Regions from separate parts of the Mus musculus genome. Here regions 1 and 2 are each linked to region 3. Evidence: chromatin contacts called from public HiChIP or PLAC-seq and promoter capture Hi-C data. All regions are on one chromosome and are shown on one strand. The core of a region is the stretch at or near the end of the contact, and the rest is flanking DNA. Distances in the headings are between cores, read along the strand shown.

Evidence for each region. Promoter capture Hi-C pulls out the DNA fragments that hold promoters and counts their contacts. HiChIP or PLAC-seq counts read pairs in DNA pulled down with a chosen protein or histone mark.
Region 1: a contact with region 3 is called in an H3K4me3 HiChIP or PLAC-seq map of embryonic midbrain, with 5 times the contacts expected there. The contact joins the enhancer-like site here to the promoter of Kif26a in region 3. A contact is called at or near these places in 12 of 39 promoter capture datasets (the C10 cell line, the HPC-7 cell line, cranial neural crest and 8 more), 4 of 15 datasets of contacts at CTCF or cohesin (embryonic stem cells, large pre-B cells and stem cell-derived epiblast-like cells), 15 of 484 Hi-C or Micro-C datasets (brown adipocytes, cerebral cortex, differentiating embryonic stem cells and 6 more), 18 of 115 datasets of contacts at active chromatin or transcription factors (SST interneurons, VIP interneurons, craniofacial prominence and 11 more) and 3 of 9 other capture datasets (adipose tissue, embryonic stem cells and pancreatic islet).
Region 2: a promoter capture Hi-C map of stem cell-derived epiblast-like cells shows a contact between it and region 3, with 2.8 times the contacts expected there. The contact joins the promoter of 5033406O09Rik here to the promoter of Kif26a in region 3.

The regions. Positions count from the first base shown.
Region 1 is chr12:112,377,435-112,380,898 of GRCm38.p6, reverse strand. No RefSeq gene overlaps it. Among named protein-coding and RNA genes, the nearest start is that of E330035G20Rik, 27 kb to the left of the region's middle. Within about 2 kb of position 1,903, at least 7 of the 459 cell types and tissues checked have an H3K27ac peak or open chromatin away from gene starts, as enhancers often do.
Region 2 is chr12:111,942,772-111,946,377 of GRCm38.p6, reverse strand. 5033406O09Rik (RIKEN cDNA 5033406O09 gene) reads left to right here and starts at 1,896. Exons shown (of 3, transcript NR_029464.2): 1 at 1,896-2,221; 2 at 2,312-2,493; 3 at 3,167-3,606. Gm36757 (a long non-coding RNA gene) reads right to left here and starts at 420. Exons shown (of 3, transcript XR_003950158.1): 1 at 6-420.
Region 3 is chr12:112,144,728-112,148,137 of GRCm38.p6, reverse strand. It overlaps Kif26a (kinesin family member 26A), which reads right to left and starts at 1,930. Exons shown (of 16, transcript NM_001097621.1): 1 at 1,732-1,930; 2 at 1,182-1,424. The coding sequence starts at 1,773.

The DNA of each region.
Region 1 (3,464 bases), core at 654-3,153, 230 kb before region 3:
GAGGAGATGAGGGGTCCTGAGGAGATAAGGAATCCTGAGTATCTGAGGTACCTTGAGGAGATGAGGTACCCTGAGGAAGTGAGAGCTTTAAGGATCTGAGGTACCCTGAAGAGATGAGGTACCCTGAGGAGATGAGGGGTCCTGAGGAGATGAGCTACCCCAAGGAGCTAAGGTACCCTGGAGAAGTGAGACACGGTGTATCTCCCACACCCCTGGGGATTTTCTTGGGTCAGTGTCTAGGTCTGTGCCAGATTTGGGTCAGAATACCTGGTTCTTCTTAGAGAAGCCCTGAGACAAGTTAGGGCTGGCCCTCAGTTTCCTCAGCTCAGACTTGCTCATTTAGAACAGCCCTTTCTCAAGAACTGACCAGGCTCCTGGAGAACTACATCAGCTCCCTGTTGTGGGTACAGACTGGCAAGGATTAATGAGCAGCCCTTTGCCCCAGGCCTGAGGATGCTCAACCCCACCCCCATTGCCTGGCAGGAAGTCAATGCCAGGGTCTTAGATCAGGTGAGAGCTCGCACTGCAGTCAGGCAAATAATTGCATCAAGCCAGCGATTGGGTTCCTGGCCCCTCTCTGACTGCGGCTCTCCTCATGCTGACCTCAGCAGAAGGGGACTTCTTGGGGATTTGTTTCACCCCTGGTCCTACAGGTTGTGTGTGATTCCTGAGTAGTAATAAATCAAACTCTCTTACCCGTGCAATGGTGTGTGAGAGCAGCCCTCACCAAGACTCAGTGTCCGGTCCTTTCCAGGTCCCTACCTTCTCCTGTCCTATTATGTCCTCTGGGGTGGGGAGCAGCAGGAGACAGGAAGGGAAGGCACTCATCTTTCATTCTCCTATTGCCCATCTCATTCATTTGTTCATCCATTCGTTCATTCATTCATTCATTCATTTGTCCATTCATTTGTTCATCCATTCCTTCATTCATTCATTTATTCATTAATTCATTCATTAGACATTCTCAGTGCTTCCAGAATGCGGAGTTGGCCCTATGTGTGTTCTGGACAGAGACAGACAAGTCCTGTGCCTGCTCTTGGAGAAGGAAACACAGGTTCCAAGAATATTTCCTTGACAGAGTTAGAAGGCATGTGGTATGTTGGAACCCCAGACATGCCTGACCCCCAGAATGTCCATAATTTTGCCTGACCTTTCAAACTTTGCATCAAGCTGTACCAAGTGTGGGGTGTGTAAGTAGTTCCCAGGAGGCCTCATGGAGGCTGGCTATGCTCCAGGCCCTGTGACAGCCTGGCTTCCCTGTGGTTAGCGAGGCTGAGGAGAAGCTGAACACTGGGAAATGCAAGGGTCTGCGGGGGTGAAAGGTCAGCTTCCAGCCTGGGTCTCATGCAGCAGCTCTTGTGTTTGCATGGGACCTCGCATCAGTCTATACTCTGCCACTGTAACAAAATGCCCAAGTCTGGGCACTTTGTGAAGAAGAGAGATTAGCTCCCAGCTCCGAAGGTTCAGAGGCATAAGGCTGTCACCATCTCAAACTCTGATGGGCACTTGTGGTGGCTTATTGATGCTGTACGTGTAAGGGGGAGACATCTTATGATGAGATGGAGAGAGCCAGGAAGAGGTTGGGAGGAAGGGAGAGGGGAGGGCAGAACACACTTGCTTTTAAGCAGCCCTTTCTCAAGAACTCCAAAGGCCCCAGGAGAACTGCACTGGTCCCTTCCAAGGGAGCCCTGATCTCAAATACTTTCACTTAGAAGTTCTATTCTTTTCCCACTTCCCACATGGGGACCATGCTCCCAGTATGTGGATGTTGGGGCATAAACCATACCCAAGCCACAGCAGGCCTGCCCGGCCCCTGGAAAGAGCATGCTGGGTGTGGAGAGCTCCAGGGTCGTGGCTCCAGCCTGTCAGGGAAAAGCGAGGGACAATGGAGCCCACTCTACATTGTGTTAAAATGCCATTTCTTGTGGAGACAAGCACACAGGGATAAAGAAAGCTTCCCCGAGAGTATCAGCCTTTGTGGAGAGCAGAAAGGCTCCATTTGCGGCCTGAGTGGATTCCCAGGGTATTGATGGCTCCGGGCTACGCTTCACTTCATAGGATGGGCTTCAGCAAATGGTTCCTCGTTTTCATGTGAAGCAAGCTGTTGATAATGTGCCCCGTTTTCTGTAATTAAAACCTGAATGGCAGGTCCTTGGGCATTCAGTATGTCAGGAGCTGAAGTGCTGGGCTGGGCCATGTACAGTAGCCAGCCTCCTAGCTAGAGTCTGGAGTCTCCATGGTAGACAGAGAGTACAGCTAGACACTGCCATTCTGCTACCTGACTACCACATGTCGGACCACGCAGATGTAAGTGAGTGCCAGGCCTCTTTGCGGGCACTGCTCCTGCATACAGCCCCTACTGCCTGGCCCACCCACCCAGTCCTGGACTCTCTCGTCCACCTGTCCAGCAGCTATCCTCAAGGCTGCCTGGTCCATGCCGACTGCCTGCAGGGTCCATGCAGCCCATTGCAGGGTTGGGCTGTCTCCCTGTTGGTGTGGGTTGCCGGACTCGGCACTTCTTCCAGACAGTGGGGAAACAGTCCTTCTGGGCAAGTGAAGAAAAGGATGGGGCTTGGGGGCGGGGAAGGAAGAGGAGGGGAAGATCCTGGGCCAACCCCATCATGGATTTTTGAGTGTTACGAGTGAAATCTCTTCTGGTATCGATGCCTCAGTGTCCCCATCTGTCACTGAAACCTTGTGTCATCAGATAGGGGCGGACTAGTGTGTAGTCTAAACAACCCTGTCTGGAATCCCACCATCCACTTTTCATGCTTATCTTGCTTACATCCTGGGGACACCATGGCGAAGCTCGCAGTCAGGGTGCTTTGAGCAATAGCAGTGCATTCTGTCTGGGAGAGGGAGGAGCCAGGTCAAGAGACAGGTGTCTCCTTCTGAAGGGACCATCAGACCCAGCCTCATTTCTGTGGGGGTGGCCATCTATCTTTGATGTTCCTCAGTCTGTAGAAATATTTCACGGAGCTGACCTTCAAATGGACAGCATCCATGTCCGAGTCTCCCTGCCAACAGAGATGCTGCCCCACGGGAGATGGTGCCATATTCTCAAAGACTTGGTTTTAATTTAATAGAGATAGCTCCACCTGCAATGAGCCTATTTCCCAGTAAGGTCACATTCTAAGGGCATCTTTAGGGGAACAATACTGAGCCCTGAACATCTGTGGATGAGGTAAGGGCTAAGCATCAGGCTTAGTTCTCCCTCCTCCTGTCCCCCTGTCTGGTTAGGCTAATCGCAGCTTTCCCGCACCAGGGACTCTCTGCTCTTTCCCCTCAGCTGTGGGAGCTCTTGTCTCCTCATTAGGCACAGAGTTGGTCTATTATGCTGATGCTTCAACTGGCCAGACAGGCAGGCTGGTACCACCTCTCCAGTCATGGCTGCATAATAAGGTGTTCTATAATGAAAGGCTCCGTGGTGTTGCTTGGGTACAGGGCTGTGGTGGTGTGGAGAG
Region 2 (3,606 bases), core at 647-3,146, 200 kb after region 3:
GATACAGGAGAGCCAGGCTCAGTGATGACTCCGGGAGCAGAAGGAAGTCCTGAGTCACCCTGGCCGGGAGCAGGAAGTGGTTATCACCAGAACCAGCACTCCCAAAGCCCAGGAAGCCAGAGTGTGACGTCACAGCGGTGATGTCACCAGCCAGCAGGGATAGGAAGCATCTGCCAGGTCCCCAGCAGCCAGCCCTGTGCTTCTCCGTTCATCCTCTGTCCCTCTGTCCACCATGCGTGCTGTAGTTTACCCTGGGCACCGTGGCTGGCTGGGAATAGCTGAGTGAGGGCCTTGTCTAGTCTAGTAGGACACAGTGTGTGGTTCAGAGCTGGCAGGCGGGGCCTGGGCGGCTAGGGGGCGGGGCCGTGCCTGGGACCGCCCTCAGGAAAGGCCTCACTGAGCAGTTGGTGGTGTCTGCTTTGGGGCTTTGCAGGGCTGTGGGCCAGAAAAGATTCCATTATGAACTGTAAGCTTTTGTGAATGTGGAAGGTTTGTAACTAGTTAGGCATTCTTTCCCACCCCCCCTTCCCGCCCAACCCCATCACACATACAATGGAGGTGGCTCTGGTCTCAAAGTTCCTTGGGAAGCCAGGTTCCCAGATGAGAACCAGAGTTGAGCAAACAAGTTCCAGGGGATATGAGGGAGGGGGACCTGGTGAAAGCCTGGCAGTGTCCGCGGGCACCTTTCCGTGGAGTTCTCAGACATGTCGCTATTGCACCCTGCTCTGTGCCTGCATGCTCCTCTGTGTTCAGAGAAGTGAGGAGGAAGAGGAGGATGCCCTCTGGGCTGAAGAGGAGTAGCTAGGGGTGCCACTTAGTGGAGCTTGGTATGAGGGCTGCCCCGAGGCCTGACCTGCTTCCATGGCTGGGGCATATCAAGGACAGCACGGGAAGCGGGCTTAGCCTTTACTTCTGGCAGGGGCAGCCTCCTACAGCCTCGCAGTGGGTGAGGACCCCATCCAAGGACGGTATGCAGGGACTGAGTGCCCCCTCAGTCTCTCCCTCAAGGCCCACGTGCAAGCCATCAGGAGTCTTCCCCCCAGGGTTCATTCAGCTTTGGGATACATCAGGTCTCCAGAGCGACCTGGAAGAGTGCCTGGCCCTCACTCCCACCCCTACATCCCACACAGGAAGCATCTGGGGAAACAAGATAAGCAGCATGCCGGGTGGTCACAGCAGCTGGGGGTGGGGTGGGGGGAGGGCAGGCCGGCTGGGTCAGCAGCTCTCTTGTCCAGCTCTTACCCAGACCTACCCTACAGTTCACACCGAGCGAGGCTCCCCAGAAGTGTGTCGTGGATGGTCTTCAGGTGGGGAAGGACTGGGGTTCATGGCATTTCTCTCTACCAGGGTCTTAGTTGAGCTGTGATTTTAGTAAATTATGATTGGGCAAGTCATCCCATCATGAGGTGGCACCAACAACAACATCGCCCACACACACTGGTGCCTAAAGGACTTTATCACTCGGCCACATCACCTCTATAACCAAAAAAATAACAAGGCACTTCAAAACCAATAAAGTGACAGTCCCCAAGCCCAGCGGGCTGCAGATGATATCTTATCAGGGCAGAGTTGAACTCCCATTCGGGTCAGGGTCCAGAGGCTCCAGGCTACCAGCCTCACAAGGGTTGTGACCTTGGTGACCAGTCTCATGGGCCTCCAGGGAGGCTACCTGGTGACTCAGCCTCTTCCTACAGCCCTGTAAATAGCCAGAGTCCATCCACACGGAGGCTGTGTGAAACTGCCTCCACCAGGAAGGGAAGTTTTAACTGGCCCAGAACCCCACAAAGCCCCAAAGCAGACACCACCAACTGCTCAGTGAGGCCTTTCCTGAGGGCGGTCCCAGGCACGGCCCCGCCCCCTAGCCGCCCAGGCCCCGCCTGCCAGCTCTGAACCACACACTGTGTCCTACTAGACTAGACAAGGCCCTCACTCAGCTATTCCCAGCCAGCCACGGTGCTCAGGGTAGACCGCAGCACGCATGGTGGACAGAGGGACAGAGGATGAACGGAGAAGCACAGGGCTGGCTGCTGGGGACCTGGCAGATGCTTCCTATCCCTGCTGGCTGGTGACATCACCGCTGTGACGTCACACTCTGGCTTCCTGGGCTTTGGGAGTGCTGGTTCTGGTGATAACCACTTCCTGCTCCCGGCCAGGGTGACTCAGGACTTCCTTCTGCTCCCGGAGTCATCACTGAGCCTGGCTCTCCTGTATCCTCATCTAGGTAGGGCTGGGGGAGGAGGGACTCGTGGGTCCCTGAAAGCGGGATGAGCATGGCCAGGGCCAGTCTGTGGCATCTGTTGCTGTCTCCTAGGGAGACCTTCTTTCTGCAGAGTGGGGCCTCCACAGTCTGCACAGCTCGGCTCCCCATTCTCTCGTGAAGGTAGGCCAGGAACTGGGTTTCCTAATGAGTGACCAGGAAAACGGAACTTTCAAGGGGCGTGTCTGTTTAATGAGGAATCAGCCTGAATGGAAGCCAACCCAGTGCCTTTCCAGGTAGGCAGGCCAAGGCCAGAGGAAGGAAAGCTGGGTCTCTGTTGGAGCAGGAGGGCAATATGGCTTAGGCTTGGGGAGAGAACACAGGTGCCACCGTAGCCACAGTGTCCATGAGCCCCATCCCCCACCATGCTGGCCAAAAAGAAACAATTGATGAACAGAAGGGAGGAAAGATGCCTCCAGCAAAATCAGGCAGGAGGAGACCAGAGCTGTCATTGCGCTCTCTGTCCCCAGCAGGCCGAGCTCGCACTGTCATGGGGTGGAGGAGGCTCAAGCCGCCCTAATTAGAATATCAGTTAGACCCTGCTTTTCCTGACCTGCTGCTTCGAAAGCTAATTCTTTGTGCTTCCACAAGGCAGGCCCTACAGGGACAGAGGGGCTTAGGAGGCACAGCCAGAGGGCTCAGGCTCTCAAAACCCAGGTCTGCCTTGCAGGGCCAGTTTTGGGCCTTTAGTCTGGGATGGACAGACGGCTGGCCATCCTCATGAATCGCCATGGTGCCCAGTCTGGACGGTCCATGCGGCCCAGAGCAGAGGGAAGGGGGCTCAGCAGTGATGAAGATGGCTACAGGAATGTGCAGGCCCAGCCTCCTGTGGTGGGGAGTCCAGAGCTGCTCAGACTGACTGGAATTCCTGTTGCTCATGCACGCTTCTGGCTTCTTTTTCGGTTCTAGGTACAAGCTGTTGTCATGAAGCCTGGAGTTTTTCCGAGATGCCAGAGGCAGCAGCGCAGTGCTCTTGTTTCTCATCTAAACCTGTCCCTTTCTCAGAACAGAGCCCGCGTGTGTGATTCCTTCGTGGTCCCAGAGCGGGTCATCTTGCTTGCAGGGTAGCCTTGGGGCACCACTGCTTGTCAGGGTTGAGCAGAAAGGCAGACCAGAATCCTCTGAGTCCCCCTCCCACTTCCAGCTGGTTGACTGACATTCCACCCGACCAGAAGGAACCAGAGGAGGAAGAAGGCCTGAGAAACTGGAGGGAGGCTGCTCAGGCGGTTCTGTAGAATGTTCTAGAATACCTAGAAAAAAAAAAATAAAGCACCCAACAGGCTGAAGCAAGGAAATTACTGTAGGTAGTGAGTTCTTGGCCAGCATGGGCTACATGGGTGTAACTCTGC
Region 3 (3,410 bases), core at 681-3,180:
GGAGACCACAGACCTCCATTGACGGCCCCCAACCCCACCAGTTCACTACTATGACCGCAGCTTTTCCTTTACTAGGACTCCATCCAGTCGGCCAGGTCCTGGGCGGCAGCACAGTCAGAGGGGGAGGCAGCTCGGCTCCTAGATCAGCTTGCTTCCTGAAGGACCTCGGGAGAATATCCCAAGGACCCTCTCTGAGATCCTCAAGGCTTTCTAAGATCCAGGGCTCAGCAAAGGCCATTGGCAAAAGCCAAACAACACCCATGGTCAGCCATCCCATCCCATTCGGGTCCACAGATCTAGCTGGTCTGAGAGGCTGTTAACATCCCCGCCACAGACAAGCCAGGGGACCTGGAAAGGAGCCCAGCATAGACACACCTGACTGGCATCCACCATATCTGACCCAACCCAAAGGAAACCCAGGGTCTCCTCCTAACCACAGCACTCCTTAGAGGTACTGGGACAGGATGGGGACTACAGGCGCTTCCCAAGGACTGTTCACCAAGGCTGAAGGTTAGAAGCAGCTTCCTGTGGAGACCCCCCACACCCCTGCATTGCACACTTCCAGAGACCATTGTTCCCTGGAACAATACTCCAGTTCTTTACATGCCTGGCAAGACTGGCCGGAAAGCCCAGTAGACTCCTCTCCCACCAGCGCCTGCCTGCCATGCTGCAGCCTGGGAAACCCCGAGGCTCAAGAGTCATTACCCACACGGAAGGCCTGGGCCCCAGAGGCAGAGAGCCAGGGCAGGGCACAGGCCCATAACAGACACTGAGTAGGTATGGGACAATGATGCACGGCCCCCGGGTGCAGAAAGGGGCCCACTCTCTCACCTTTTATGCCCTCTCTATACAGGCATGCCAATGTCCAGATGCCCAAAGTGCCTCACCATGACAAGCCCTGCCCTGGGAGTGAGGTCCCGTCTTCCCCTTTTCTACCCCTCCCAAACACAGACTGATTCCAGCTGTGGGACATCTGTGGCTAGGAAAGAAATTTACCCAACCCCCTATGACACGCAGCAGGCCTCCTAGGGTGAGGTGCACCAACACACACTCTTGCAGACTATGGCACGGGGTGGGGGTGGGGGCACGATGAACTCGCCACGCTCCAAGCCCCAGCCCCAAAGATTCCCAAGTTCCAGCCCTTCCCTGTTTGAGATATGGCCTGAAGAGGGGTCACTTACCCGGAGAGGAGTCCCGGGCCCGCTGACCAACTTCCACGCCTGTCGTTTTAGCTCCACGAGCTTCGTGTGGCAGTGGCGGCACCACCCGCCCCCACCGGCCGAGTGGCTCTGCTCAGCGCTGGCCCCGGCGCCCTCCGGAGCAGGGCGGCTGCTGCATGGGTCTTGATCGAGCCCGGCGGGCAGCCTCTTGCGCGGGGATACCTCAAGTGGCGGGGTCTCTCGAGCCGGGCCGCACTCAGCCACCTGCGGGGGTTGGAGATGGGACAGTAAGCCCAAACCTTCGCGCGGCGCCACTGCGGGACTCCACGCGGCCGACTCCAGACCCAGTCGCTCACGCCCCTAAAGCCACGCTCGCACAAAAGTTAGGGCCCTGGATGCAACGCCAGGAGTCCCTGAAGAAGAAGCCCCAGCCCGACGCTCGGGGCCCCGTCCCGCTCCGCGCCCCACCCCTAGAGGGCGCTGTACACCCCGCTAGCATCATCGTTGTCCTGGGCTCTGAACCCGGTGCCCGTCGAGCCCAGCCGCCCGCTCCTAGCAGGGCCTTGCGTACCGCGGGCTGCACCGCACACAAGGAGGCGCCGCGGCCGACCATGGCACGGTCGCAGGAAGGGATACGTTGGCTCTCGGGGTACAGTGGCTACGTGATCCGGCCCAGGGGCACCCCCATGGCCAGGCCTGCTGCTCTGAAGTTGGCAGAGCAGGCGAGTGGCGGAGAGCACGCTGTGGACGCGACCGGCTTGCTCCGGGACAGGCTGGGCGGGGGCGGGCCAAAGCTTGTAGGGGGAGGGAAGGGGGCGGGACGCCAGAGCGCCGCCCCCATCCTGAGCAGAGCCAAGTGGGCGGGGGTCCCGCTCCTCCTTGCGGCCCCGCCTACTGCTAGGACCCCCAACCTGTTAGTTGAGTGTTGATGCGGGAGGGGCGGTGGGGGCTGCCGAGACACAAGTTACGCGCACGCATGCGCCTCTGTCTCTCCTGAGCGAGGATGGAGTGCGCCTCCTGGGAGGCACCCAACACTCTCATCACTTTGCGAGCGGGAAAACTGAAGCTTTTGCCCAAGATCGCACAGCACGAAAGCGGGTGGGGGTGGGGGGATGGGGGGTAATGAAAGGGGCTGGACCCGGGCCAACGGCTTCCCCAGAACACCCAGAGCACTTGAGTGTGTCTGGCCATGCTTTGGCGCCAACTGTCTCTCATGGATGAGGGTCGTGTTTCAAGAAGTGCAGTGAGGGGCTACGAACTGTCTCGAAGTGTCCTTGCAGCCGCGCCTGTGCCTTAAAATGGATTGCACACTGAGCCGCCTGCGAAGTGGGAGGAAGCGCTGCGGCTTGGCCCTGGGGGTGTGCCGGACCTGTTGTCTGCCGGCCTGGCAGATGGGGAGTTAGCTCCGGAATTAATTGCCTGTTTGTCTCCGACCCGGAGGTCTCCCTCCTTCCCCAGCGACCAGTTGTTGCTCTCGCCCAAGTCAGACCCCAAATGTCACCACCTTCTGAGGTCGCGGGGGACTCCGGCCCAAGCTCTGGATCAACCCGAAACCCCAGATAGGAGCCAGGCGGGATCTGCGGCGTGGCTCCCCGTGACACAAGCGCCACCTGCCGGCCGTAGTGAGCACAGGTTTCGAGGGCGCAGAGACAGGACACCACGCGTTCTGAGCGCAGAGCTTTCCGCTTGAGGCTGAGACTTAGGACAGCTGAGCCAGGGTGATTCAAGGAAAGACCCTGGTCGGACATCCCCAGAGCAGTCAGACCTTCGCACGGTATAAGGTCTGTCAAACGACCTCTCCTTTCCCCACCTGGACCCTGCTTACTTAGCCCTCCACTCCTACGCACTATTGGCCAAGAGTGGGATGAAGATCCGGTTTTCCAGGTCATCTACGACTTAAAAGAGTCTGTAAACACGACAGGAAGTCATGAATAAACTGGGAACGGGCTCCCCACTTTCTGCAACCCCCAAGCCTCCAGGCCCTTCTCAGCCTTGCGAAGGGAAGACAGGCAGGCGACGGCCCACCATGGGATCCGGGTAGCCTCAGGCACCACCCTCCTCAGTCCACCCCTGCAAGCACTACAAACAGCGTCACCCCGCCCGCCCCTCTACCGCACTGAAACAAACACCCGGGGCCCAGGAGGCTCATACATTGTTATCGACTTACACACACGCACACATACTCCTCACACGCACACCGAGAAGCATCACCCGGAACCCAGGGCCTGCGCTCATGATGGGCCACACCCG